Regions from separate parts of the Mus musculus genome. Here regions 1 and 3 are each linked to region 2. Evidence: chromatin contacts called from public HiChIP or PLAC-seq data. All regions are on one chromosome and are shown on one strand. The core of a region is the stretch at or near the end of the contact, and the rest is flanking DNA. Distances in the headings are between cores, read along the strand shown.

What was found. HiChIP or PLAC-seq counts read pairs in DNA pulled down with a chosen protein or histone mark.
Region 1: an H3K4me3 HiChIP or PLAC-seq map of bone marrow-derived macrophages shows a contact between it and region 2, with 4 times the contacts expected there. The contact joins the enhancer-like site here to the promoter of Chmp6 in region 2. A contact is called at or near these places in 5 of 39 promoter capture datasets (the SN4741 cell line, embryonic stem cells, liver and 2 more), 4 of 15 datasets of contacts at CTCF or cohesin (the NIH/3T3 cell line, embryonic stem cells and large pre-B cells), 49 of 484 Hi-C or Micro-C datasets (B cells, the G1E-ER4 cell line, the HL-1 cell line and 30 more), 9 of 115 datasets of contacts at active chromatin or transcription factors (bone marrow-derived dendritic cells, bone marrow-derived macrophages, differentiating embryonic stem cells and 4 more) and 3 of 9 other capture datasets (adipose tissue, macrophages and pancreatic islet).
Region 3: a FOXA1 HiChIP or PLAC-seq map of pancreatic cancer cells shows a contact between it and region 2. The contact joins the enhancer-like site here to the promoter of Chmp6 in region 2. A contact is called at or near these places in 1 of 39 promoter capture datasets (cranial neural crest), 14 of 484 Hi-C or Micro-C datasets (all in embryonic stem cells), 5 of 115 datasets of contacts at active chromatin or transcription factors (embryonic stem cells, microglia and pancreatic cancer cells) and 1 of 9 other capture datasets (embryonic stem cells).

What each region holds. Positions count from the first base shown.
Region 1 is chr11:119,638,883-119,642,289 of GRCm38.p6, forward strand. The region is part of intron 1 of Rptor (regulatory associated protein of MTOR, complex 1); the gene reads left to right. Among named protein-coding and RNA genes, the nearest start is that of Rptor, 38 kb to the left of the region's middle. Within about 2 kb of position 1,284, at least 16 of the 459 cell types and tissues checked have an H3K27ac peak or open chromatin away from gene starts, as enhancers often do. A contact at or near this core is called in bone marrow-derived macrophages, where this site is marked.
Region 2 is chr11:119,912,454-119,915,981 of GRCm38.p6, forward strand. It overlaps Chmp6 (charged multivesicular body protein 6), which reads left to right and starts at 1,357. Exons shown (of 8, transcript NM_001085498.2): 1 at 1,357-1,484; 2 at 2,960-3,069; 3 at 3,179-3,266. The coding sequence starts at 1,422. Gm39485 (a long non-coding RNA gene) reads right to left here and starts at 1,359. Exons shown (of 3, transcript XR_003949830.1): 1 at 923-1,359.
Region 3 is chr11:120,208,133-120,211,501 of GRCm38.p6, forward strand. No RefSeq gene overlaps it. Among named protein-coding and RNA genes, the nearest start is that of 2810410L24Rik, 20 kb to the left of the region's middle. Within about 2 kb of position 1,414, at least 37 of the 459 cell types and tissues checked have an H3K27ac peak or open chromatin away from gene starts, as enhancers often do. A contact at or near this core is called in pancreatic cancer cells, where this site is marked.

The sequences.
Region 1 (3,407 bases), core at 34-2,533, 270 kb before region 2:
ACCTAGAACGGCTCAAAGCTTCCCAGCAGTAAGTTAGGGCCACACACATGAAGTGGGGTCACCCTAAAAGGTTCCTTAGAGACTTAGCTGGGTGCTTGTCATGGGTACATCTCTGCCTGGCTTGTACCAGAACTCTTGGCTACAGAAGGCAGGCAAGGGGGTTCAGCATGTCTGTGTTGTATGTAGTTGGGGCTTGGTGAGCCAACCTTCCTGTAGGGGAGGGAGCTTTCCAGAAGCCACTGCAGCTGCAGTGGGTGGTTCACGTTGGCTCCAGGTAGCGCCTGACTGACTTCCATATGCATTGCTGTCTCACTCTAAGGCACAGAGGAGTCAGCAAATGTGTGTCACCCCGTCAGACAGTCGCACTAGCTCGCACGGATGTGTGCTAAGTTGTTCTCACTGAGAGAAGTAGCAGATATATTGGGGAAGAAAAAACTTTAGAATTCTTTAGAATTTTGTGTGAAGTAATGGGCTAGAACCGAACTTCCCTAGCTGATGTTCTGTGTCGACACTAAATGCTGCCTGGGAGTTGCTTTAGTGAGAGCACCAATGAATTGTAATTAAATATTAAGAACCTATAAAATATATTTGCATTACAAAAGTAGTTAAAGTAATTTTCTCAGTCTTCATAAATTTAGATAATAGTCATTAAACAAAATAATGAGCTAGTCTTTGAATGGAAGAGGCAAAGAAGCAGAAAATTGCCCCAGGAGCTGGGCTGCTGATGACACAATTTTGTGGCTGCAGAATAAAAGCCTGTGGGGTTGACAGATTCTTGATGCCTGACTGTGTGCTGCCCACTGCAACAGAAATGTCACCATTAGGTTAGGGATAGTTTCAGAGATGTGTTAAACTGGCTCATTGTGACTTCTCAAGTTTCCTAACTTGTTCCTGTTGTGATCCATTCTTAGGTGGGTGCTAAGCAAAACACCAGTTGAGCAGGGTGGTGGTCGTTGTCGTCGTCGTTGTCTTCTTCTTCTTCTTCCTCCTCCTCCTCCTCTTCCTCCTCTTCCTCCTCCTCCTCTTCTTCCTTTTCCTCCTCCTCTTCCTCCTCTTCCTCCTCCTCCTTTCTTCTTCTTTTAAAGGAGTCTTATAACATTAACTAAATTTGTGACCATTTTGCCTCATTCCCCCCAGTGCTGGTATCACACTCTCCCGTACCCGGCCTAGTGACTTTAAAAGAAGTGAGTGATGTTTTACCGACGGTGGTTAATGTGTCTTGTAGTTTGGTCCCTATTTCACTGATGCTGCCAGAGCTCTGGTGTTGGGAGTTGTCACTCATCACTAAGTTGTCACTGGGCACAGGCTTAGTCACTAATCATGCTTCAGTTTACAGCTATGCAAATAGGAAAGATCAACCACTTCTCTATTTTAAAATAAGCTTTTTATTTAAGATGGCTAGAGAGTCATACAGTTTAACCAACAGTGAAAACCCTGTGCACCTTTCTTCTCGACTGGGAAGCTAGTGTGGCAGCAGCTATGGGGGCAGCTCAGCACTGATGGGGCCGAGGCAGGAAGATTGGGAATTCAGGCCAATGTGAACTATACAATGAGACCATCTCAAACCAAAGCCTTAAGCCAAAAGCTGTCCCATAGCGTCACAGCCCTGGTCTTGACACAGACATTGGCAATCCACTCCAGAGCCCTCTTTGTTCTCAGTTGCACACGCTTCTCAGCTGGGCAGGCATGGGTCGTTTGTCATTTCAAGAATGTTGTGTAGCTGAGCGGTGTAGCATCTCACTTTTTGCAGTTGGCTTTTTCACTCTTGAATTCCCCAGAGTTTCATCCACATTGCACATCATTTGTCCCTCTTATTGCCAAGTATTGTCTGTGGCGTAGATGAAACTGCCGTTGTGTAACTGCTTATTCACCGAAGGACATTTGGGTTGCTTCAGTCATGAATAAAGCTGCTGCGAGCACTTATGTACTTTTTTCTCTGAATGTTAGTTTTCATTTCTTTGTTAGGAAGTGCAGTAGCCTGGCCTGCGGGTGCACGTTTATTTTCTCAGGAACCATTGCACCGAGCAGCTGCACCTTTGCAGATAGGCTCTCAGTATGTGGTTGCTGTTCCTGGAATGGAGCTGTGCAGTGTGGACTCTTCTAGGCCAAACTGTTGCTGACGAAATTTCGCCCGAGGCATCGGTAGCTGCTCCATGTCCAGAAAGCTCCAGCCCTCGGGCGCCCCTGTACCTGCCGGTCCTTGAGGCTGCACGGAAAGCTCTTCTTATCCCTTGAGCTGCATGCGATCTTTCAGGCAGGCCTTGTGGATGCTGCCCACTTGAGCTTTCTTCTTGGGGAATCACCTGTTTGTGTTTTGTTCTTTTCCCTATGGATTTTGTCTTTCGTTTTTTCTTTTTCTTCCTTTTTAAGTATGGACCATAGTAAGCTGGTGGTATATAAACAGTGAGCTGGCGATGCAATCAATGCTCTCTATCTTAAGTGTGTTTGTCTTGGTCCTGTATAAACAAACACCTGATGCTTCAGTGCAGTCAGCTTTGTCACCACTGTCAACCAGGCACTACTTTAGTATTTCATATTTCATATTTTCAGCCACCCTCCCCTGTATATTCTCCATTGCTTTGGATCTTGAGGTCATGAAGCTGTTCTGAAGAGAGTGAAATTGATTCTCACAGTGGGATCTTAGATGGACCTGCAGGATAAGGTAGAGTTTTACTTTATTCCATCATTCTGGCCAGTGTGGGGAACACGCTTGTATCTCTCTGGCTTTAGTTTCTCATGCTGCAGTTCTAGAACATTTACAGATGTTACAGAGTTGCAAGAGTCATTGCTTCCTTTCTGGCCATCAGAGTGGGTGTCACACAGCCTAAGATGTGGGCACAGTGCAGGATGTCCTGCCTAGCACAGTAGCTTTTCTTCCTAGGCATGTGCGTGGGATACCAAGGCTTCTCCGACTTGAGTTGCAGCCCTCCTGGAGACAGTGTTGTTGCTCTTGTGTGCCTGTGTTTGTCACAGTCTCTGGAGAGCAGGTTTTATACCAGCACATGAGTGTCATGGAGTCCAGGCTGGGTACCACAGTGTGCCATCTTTCTGTAGCATCCTTGCATTGCAAGAATAGGCCACGCATGGGGCAGGTGACTGGGCTTGATTCAGGTGTCAGGAAGCAGTGAGGCAGATGGTGAACAGTGTCTCAGGCAGCATGAAGGCAAGAAGCTTGCTCTTGTTTGGGAGTTGTCAGCAGGATACGTGAGTGCAGAGGGACGGTGACAAGGGAAGAGGAGGCCAAGCCATGGAGTTCTGTGAAGCAGCAGTGCATGAGCGAGCGTCCGTGTGGATCTTTTTAAGGAGGTTGCTTGGCTGGATCCCACTGCTCTCCCCGTATAACCTATAAAACCCCATCTGTCCTTCCCCAACCTTCCTTCACTGAGAAGACTCTGAACAAAGGACTG
Region 2 (3,528 bases), core at 107-2,606:
CATAGCAAGTCCCAAACCAGCCAGAGATACCCTGGACCTGCACAAGACCTCTGTCCCACACCCCTGAACATGCCCTTGGTTAGGGCATGAGAACCACACAGGTCGGAAGCTCCAGCCTTCTAGTAAGTTCTGCCCCAGTACTGCCCTTTATAGTCATGTTGACCACAGGGACAGGGTACCATTACTGCGATTTTATGGGGCCAGTTGGCCCACAGAGCATTGGAGACTAAGATATGACAGCTAACCATCAAAGTCAGTGGCTGAGCCCGATTAGGGCAGCTGACTGTACAGAGAACCCTGGGATAAAGGGTTCCTGGCTAGTTAGAAGGCCCCTTGGAATCAAATCAAAACAAAAAAACCAACCTCTAGAAACTGCTTCTAAGTGACAGAAGGAGCTAGAACCCTAGGTCTGGTAGCCAGAGCCTGCCCCAAGTCCTTACCATGGACTTTACTCTCAGCCTCTCGTGCTGTTCTTAAAACCAAGTCAAGACTGGGAGCCTCTTATGCCTAAGGAGTCACAAGAGCCACTGCTGCGACACCGGAAAGCCCCCTCCATGCCTTCTGCCCTTGTTTACTGAAGGAGTTGGGGGTGGGGGAAGGGAAAATGCAGGCAGTTCAGGAATCAGAAGAAGCTGCCTGCCGAGGGATAGCCACTGGCTTTACTGGATTCATAATGTGTTGAGCCTGAGGCTAAGACTGAGCCCTTCGTTCAGAAAGGTGTAAATGAACAAGAATGCTTAGTAATTGGCCCAGCTGCTTGTACTGTCTGCCTCCCGAAGGGATATTACCCGGATGATTGCCGTGGGGAAGGAGAACTCCCCTCCTAGCAAAGGCATTGAATTCAGGACAGTGGCGCCCTTTTTGGGGCTGTTAGGGTGTAGAGCCCCACTCATGAGTGTCTTGTCCCCGCCCCCTGACTCACCAAGGGCCTACAGAGGGCAGGTGTGATCAGAGAATCCCTGGGGTTAGTGTGTCAGTCCCAGCAACCGGGCTGACTCAACGGTAGCCTAAGGACTGTCCACAGTGAGGAAACTAGGGGACGAAGGTGACAGCGCCGAATGGCAGGTGAACGCTGGTGCACACTTCTCAGCAAGCACTTGTAGGTCCAAAACACTGGGTGTGTGTATGTTCTGCGCCAGCGGGGAGGGGGGCGTCGGCTGGGCGGTTTTGAAAGTCAGGAAGCCTGATTTAGGCTCACTCCTGTGAGGTGCTCTGAATTAATCACAGTCCCATCTGATTAGCTGAAAGGCCGAGGGAGGGCGTTCGCATCGCCTAGTAAGTCCAGCGGTGCGCTGCGCTAGGGACGAAGCTGCTTCGCGTTCTGAGGCGCGTGGCTCCGCGCGGCCGCCGTAGGTCGGGCGGAGTACGGTGGCCGCAGAGCGGCGGCTGCGACGGGTTCGGCCGGCCGGCGCGGGGCCGCCATGGGCAACCTGTTCGGCCGCAAGAAGCAGAGCCGAGTCACCGAACAGGACAGGGCCATCCTGGTGAGGGGCCTACGGCGGGCAGGGGGCCGGGCCCCGTGGGGGAAACTGAGGCGGGAAGCGGAGCGGGCCGCGCTTCCGGTGCCATGGCGCGCCCAGCTGCAGACTCCTGGACCAGCCCCGGCTCGGCCCGGAAAGACCGGGATTGTGTCTCGGGGCTGAGCGCCGATCCGTGAGAGAAGGTGCCAGGAAGGAAGCCTGTGGCCTTGGCCTTGGAATCCCAAGCCATAAGTTATTGAAAGTTCCTAGAAAAAGCCCCCAGATAAAGATCCCGTGGGCGTGGCTTTCACTAAAAGTCTCAGCGTGATTCTTACTGGGAAAGGGTGCTCGTCCCCCATCTCTGCAGCCTCTGTGTGAGCTGGAAGCCCCCGAGACACTCGTGTCTCAGGACACCGCCCTCCATCTCTAAGTAAAACTGTCACAGAGGTGGGTCCTGCGGACAGGACACACCTTGTCTGCTCCTCTGTGGAATTCGGAGGCTCAGGACACCACTGTCAAGCACACATCTGAACAGTCCCAGAGCGCCAGGCACCAGGAAGGAAAGTGCCTAGCTCCAGGTGCTGCTGCTGCCACTGCCTGACCTGCTCAGATTGCTTGGTCTCCAGAGGCACAGTCTGGCCATCCTGCAGCTCCATTTGGTGCCCCTGTCTCCCCAGGCAAGATGCCTGATGCTTTGTAAACAGCTGGCAGAAATAACCACCCGAGAAGAGCATGGGTAGCCTAACTCAAGGTCTCCAAACCTAAAGGGTGGAAATAGTGAGCACTCTCTGTCATGCAGTTGATGCCCACCGTGGGGCAGACCCTGTAGAGGACACTGGGTGAAGGTGGGAGACCCAGAACCACACCCAGGCCCATGCTCAAACACACACACACACACAAAACACGCTAGCAGAGCTCCCCAGCTAGCCTGTTCTCCTAGGTAACCTACAGTCTATGGTGAATGGTTTCTCACTAACTAAACCTTAAAGGTGCCCATGGCCTTCACTTGAAATAGTCTGCCTCAGGGTTTCATTCTGTGTGTGACATGTGCCCAGGGCCTGTACCTGTTCATCATGGCTCCGCCTGAAGGGTCGGCATTTGGACACAGAACAGAAATGGGCTGAACAGGAGGACTGAGCGCACTTGGCTAGTGGCTGGGGAGGGGGAGGCAGAAGATGTCAACTTCAGACCCTTTGTTACATTTGAGCCTCCCAGGGCCTGGTGGCCACAGCAGTGACCCACAGAGTTCAGGCTGATCACAGCCTCATCCTCCTGTGACTGAAGAGGATGAAAGTCTCCTCCTCGGCACAGTGGGCCTTGGCTTGGGGCAGGCCAGTTGCAACTGCATTGTAAGGCTGGGGATGTTTCTGGATGTTGCTCCATATCTTTGGGTGGCAGAGGCCACTGCTGGGCAGGGTTACCTGGCCCTTCCTGACCATGCTGGTGAGCGCCTGGCAGAAGGACCCGCTGACCAGCCTGCACTCTTGCTCTCTCCCCAGCAACTGAAGCAGCAGAGGGACAAACTGAGGCAGTACCAGAAGAGGGTCACGCAGCAGCTGGAGAGGGAGCGGGCCCTGGCCAGGCAGCTGCTGCGGGATGGCAGGAAAGAGTAAGGGGCACTTCCTTCCCCGGGCTAGCATGGTGTGTGTGTGTGTGGGGGGGGTGCTTCCCTGGGGCTGAGCCAGGGCCAACTCTGACACCGTGGCTTTCCCCTGCAGACGAGCCAAGCTGCTGCTCAAGAAGAAGAGGTACCGGGAGCAACTGCTCGATAGGACAGAAAACCAGATCAGCAGCCTGGAAGCCATGGTAGGCAGTGGCCAGGAGCCTTTGCTGGGAACCCGAGTGCTTGGGGGATGGGCCTCCCCAGGGTGGGAGGTGGGGAACAGGTCAGGCTGGTGACTCCCAGAGCTGGGGTAAGAGCTTCCTGGTTTGTCCCTGCTGGCTGGAGCCACTGAAAGGCAGTCAGCACCCTTGGAATGTCCTCCAGGACATTCTCAGTAGATCTCAGCCGCCACAGCAGAGACCAGGAAGGGTAGGACCAATGACAGAAGCCCGTCACTCGGCTGGT
Region 3 (3,369 bases), core at 164-2,663, 300 kb after region 2:
AGCAGCTGCAGCAGGGGCTTTTCAGAAGGTAAAACTCCGGCCTACTCCAGCTAGAGAGGTAGGAGCCCTCTTTAGGGACTCGGTGCTTCTCCATAGCAGCAGGTTACTTCTGTTCATCACATTTCTTCTTCAGTCCTTTTGGAGAGCTGTCCAGCTGTGGAGGGACAGCTTCAGTTGGCTGGAGAGCACTGGAGTTAGACCTTCTCCTACTCATGTAGATCCTCAGGGGTCAGCTGAAGCCTCCCTTCAAAGCTGTGCTAGACCAGGAACGGTCAGTGGTTCAAGCAAGAGGAGGACCTTTTAGGCTCAGATTCTTACTGACAAGAGGAGGTCTGAGCAGAGGCCCTACCTCAATCAATCTCCTGTACGTATCCCCCTATTGGGAGGCTGTGGTTCCAACTTTAGTAGTTATTAGCCCATTTTATTTTATTTTATTTTATTTTATTTTATTTTATTTTTAAAGATTTATTTATTTATTATATGTAAGTACACTGTAGCTGTCTTCAGACACTCCAGACGAGGGAGTCAGATCTTGTTGTGGATGGTTGTGAGCCACCATGTGGTTGCTGGGATTTGAACTCTGGACCTTCGGAAGAGCAGTCGGGTGCTCTTACCCACTGAGCCATCTCACCAGCCCCATTAGCCCATTTTATTAGTTATTTATTTTGAGATACTGCCTTATTGTGTAGCCCAGGCTGGACCTAAACTCGAGATTCTCCTGCTATCATGACACCTAGGTCTCAGACAATCATAAAACCTTCCTTCCCATACAACTTAAGACAAGAGCAGTCGGGCTGGAGAGATGGCTCAGTGGATAAGAGCACTGACTGCTCTTCCAGAGGTCCTGAGTTCAATTCCCAGCAACCACATGGTGGCTCACAACCATCTATAAGGGGGGATCTGCTGCCCTCTTCTGGCAGGTGGATGTATATGCAGCAGAGCACTCAGACATTAAAGAAATAAAATGTTAAAAAAAAAAAAGACAATAGCAGTCGAGTGAGCTTGGGTCCTTATAACCAGTTCAGGTCCATTTTTCCCACACAAACACAAGTCCCTAGGTATTGCCACACCAGGAGAGCTTGGGGGGTTCCAGAATTTACTCTCCTGTCAGGGACCAGCCGGGTTCCTGATGGGGTTTTTAGCAGCTTCAAGCCTATTCTAGCATCTGGAGTCCGAAAAGAATAGCAAAAAGTGTTGACACTAAAAGACTCACCAGTGTCTGCAGGAGACCTACACTAGAGTCTCTCTGCTAGAGTCTTACTAAACCCGAACTGCCTCTACAGGGAACGGGTCTGGGCCCTGGCCTCAAAGAAAGGCTAGAAGGGGCTTTGTCCGCTGGGCTGAAGCAGACTCAGCTCTCTGACAGAGGCCACGCCACTCTCCCTGTTCATGGGTTCGTGTGTTTGGTGAATTTGTCATAACTTGAAAGGCCCCAGTTTCTACACTAACTTCCCGTTCCAGTTCAGTTGCCCACATAACCACAGGCGGGTTAATTGCATGTCCATCAATACACTCAGGGAGTACACAGAGCTTTCCCACCACCGTAGGCACACATTCCTGAAGTCTAGGCACCCTGCTCCGTTGCTTCTCAGTGGGCAAGACTGGGTGTGGACTTCTGCTTGCAAGAGCCAAGCCAAGGCTGTGCTATAGTATACAGGAGACTGCTCTCCTGGGAGCTGTGACCAGTGGCCTGCACTTTCTTTTAAGCGCCAGTCCCAGTCCTCCCATGTAGGTATGAGACAAGCTGGCAAGACTTCTCAGGGCCTCTGTCCAGTCACATTCACCCCAGAGACTCAGCGTTGACACCCAGCAGCTTTACCACGAGGATGCAATCTGCCAAGCTCAACCCATACAAGAAGTTATGAAGGAAGGCACCCAGGGACTGGTTCACCACGGCTGGCCTGGAATCCAGCACAGAGCCTGCAGTGAGGGGGTTGAAGGAGGTGGCAACCTAGAAGATGACCACAGGGGGATCATGTGGAACACAGGACACAAGGAAGCAAAGGAAAAAAAATCTTCAAAATCCTGAGCCACTCAGGTGGGCTGCGTACCATCGCTAGCAAAGCCAAGTATACCATCGTGCTGATAGGCATTCCTGGGGGGTGGGGTGGGGGGTGGGGGGTGGGGGGAGACTGCACACCTGGATGCTTCCTGTCCTTTACAATCTTTTATGTCCTTCAATTTTTTTTTAGATTTATTTATTTATTTTTATATGTAAGTACTGTCTTCAGACATCCCAGAAGAGGGTGTCAGATCTCATTATGGATGGTTGAGCCACCATGTGGTTGCTGGGATTTGAATTCAGGACCTCTGAAAGAGCAGTCAGTGCTCTTAACCGCTGAGCCATCTCTGCAGCCCCCTCAAATTTTTTTTAAAGTTTATTTATGTATTTTATGTACACAAATGCTTTGTCTGCACGTATGTCTGGACACCAGAAGAGGGCATCAGATTGTGACCTGCCATGTGGTTGCTCAGAACTGAACTCGGGGCTTCCGGAAGAGCAGCCAGTGCTCTTAAGTGCTGAGCCACCTCTCCAACCCCCTGTTCTTCAAACTTTTTGATTAAAAACTAAATAAAACAAAAAAAAATGTAGATCTGGGATGTAGCTCAGGGATAGGCAGCTTACTTCCTATGAATGAAGCCACACTCAGGTTCCATTCCATTCTTAGCACTGGGGGTTGGGGGGGGGGTAGATAGAGGAATTAAGGAAAGGGAGAGAGAAAGAGAGAGAGAGAGAGAGGTTAAAAGGGGAGCTTGGTCAGGGGGTGCACTAGGTAAAAGTGCTTGCGTCTTAACTGTCGAGCTGTCTCTCGAGCCCTGCCCTGGCCAAAACAAATATACACACACACACACACACACACACACACACACATCTCTTAAAATGGCTAAAATGTGAATTGTATAAATTTATTTACATATATACGTAAAGCCACAGTTTTTCTCTCATTTATTTATGGGGGTGTGTAATAGAGTGTGTGGAGCTCAGAGAACAACTTGCTGGGGTCTGTTCTCTTCTTAAACTCTGTGCTCCAATTCAGATCATCTGGCTTGGTAGCACCTAAGTCCTGTGTGCTTCTGCAGGGATTTGCCAACACACATCTCTATTTCCTGCTTGGTCTTGCCTGCCCTAGCCACAACTTTGTTTTGGTTTTTTCAAGACAGGGTTTCTCTGTGTAGCCCTGGGTGTCCTGCAACTTACTCTGTAGACCAGAGCGGTCTCGAACTCAGAGATCCACCTGTTTCTGGCTCCTGACTAATGGGATTAAAGGCATGAATCACTACCACCCGGCTTTCTAGCCACAATTTTTTTAAAAATATTTATTGATTATATGTAAGTACACTGTAGCTGTCTTCAGACACTCCAGAAGA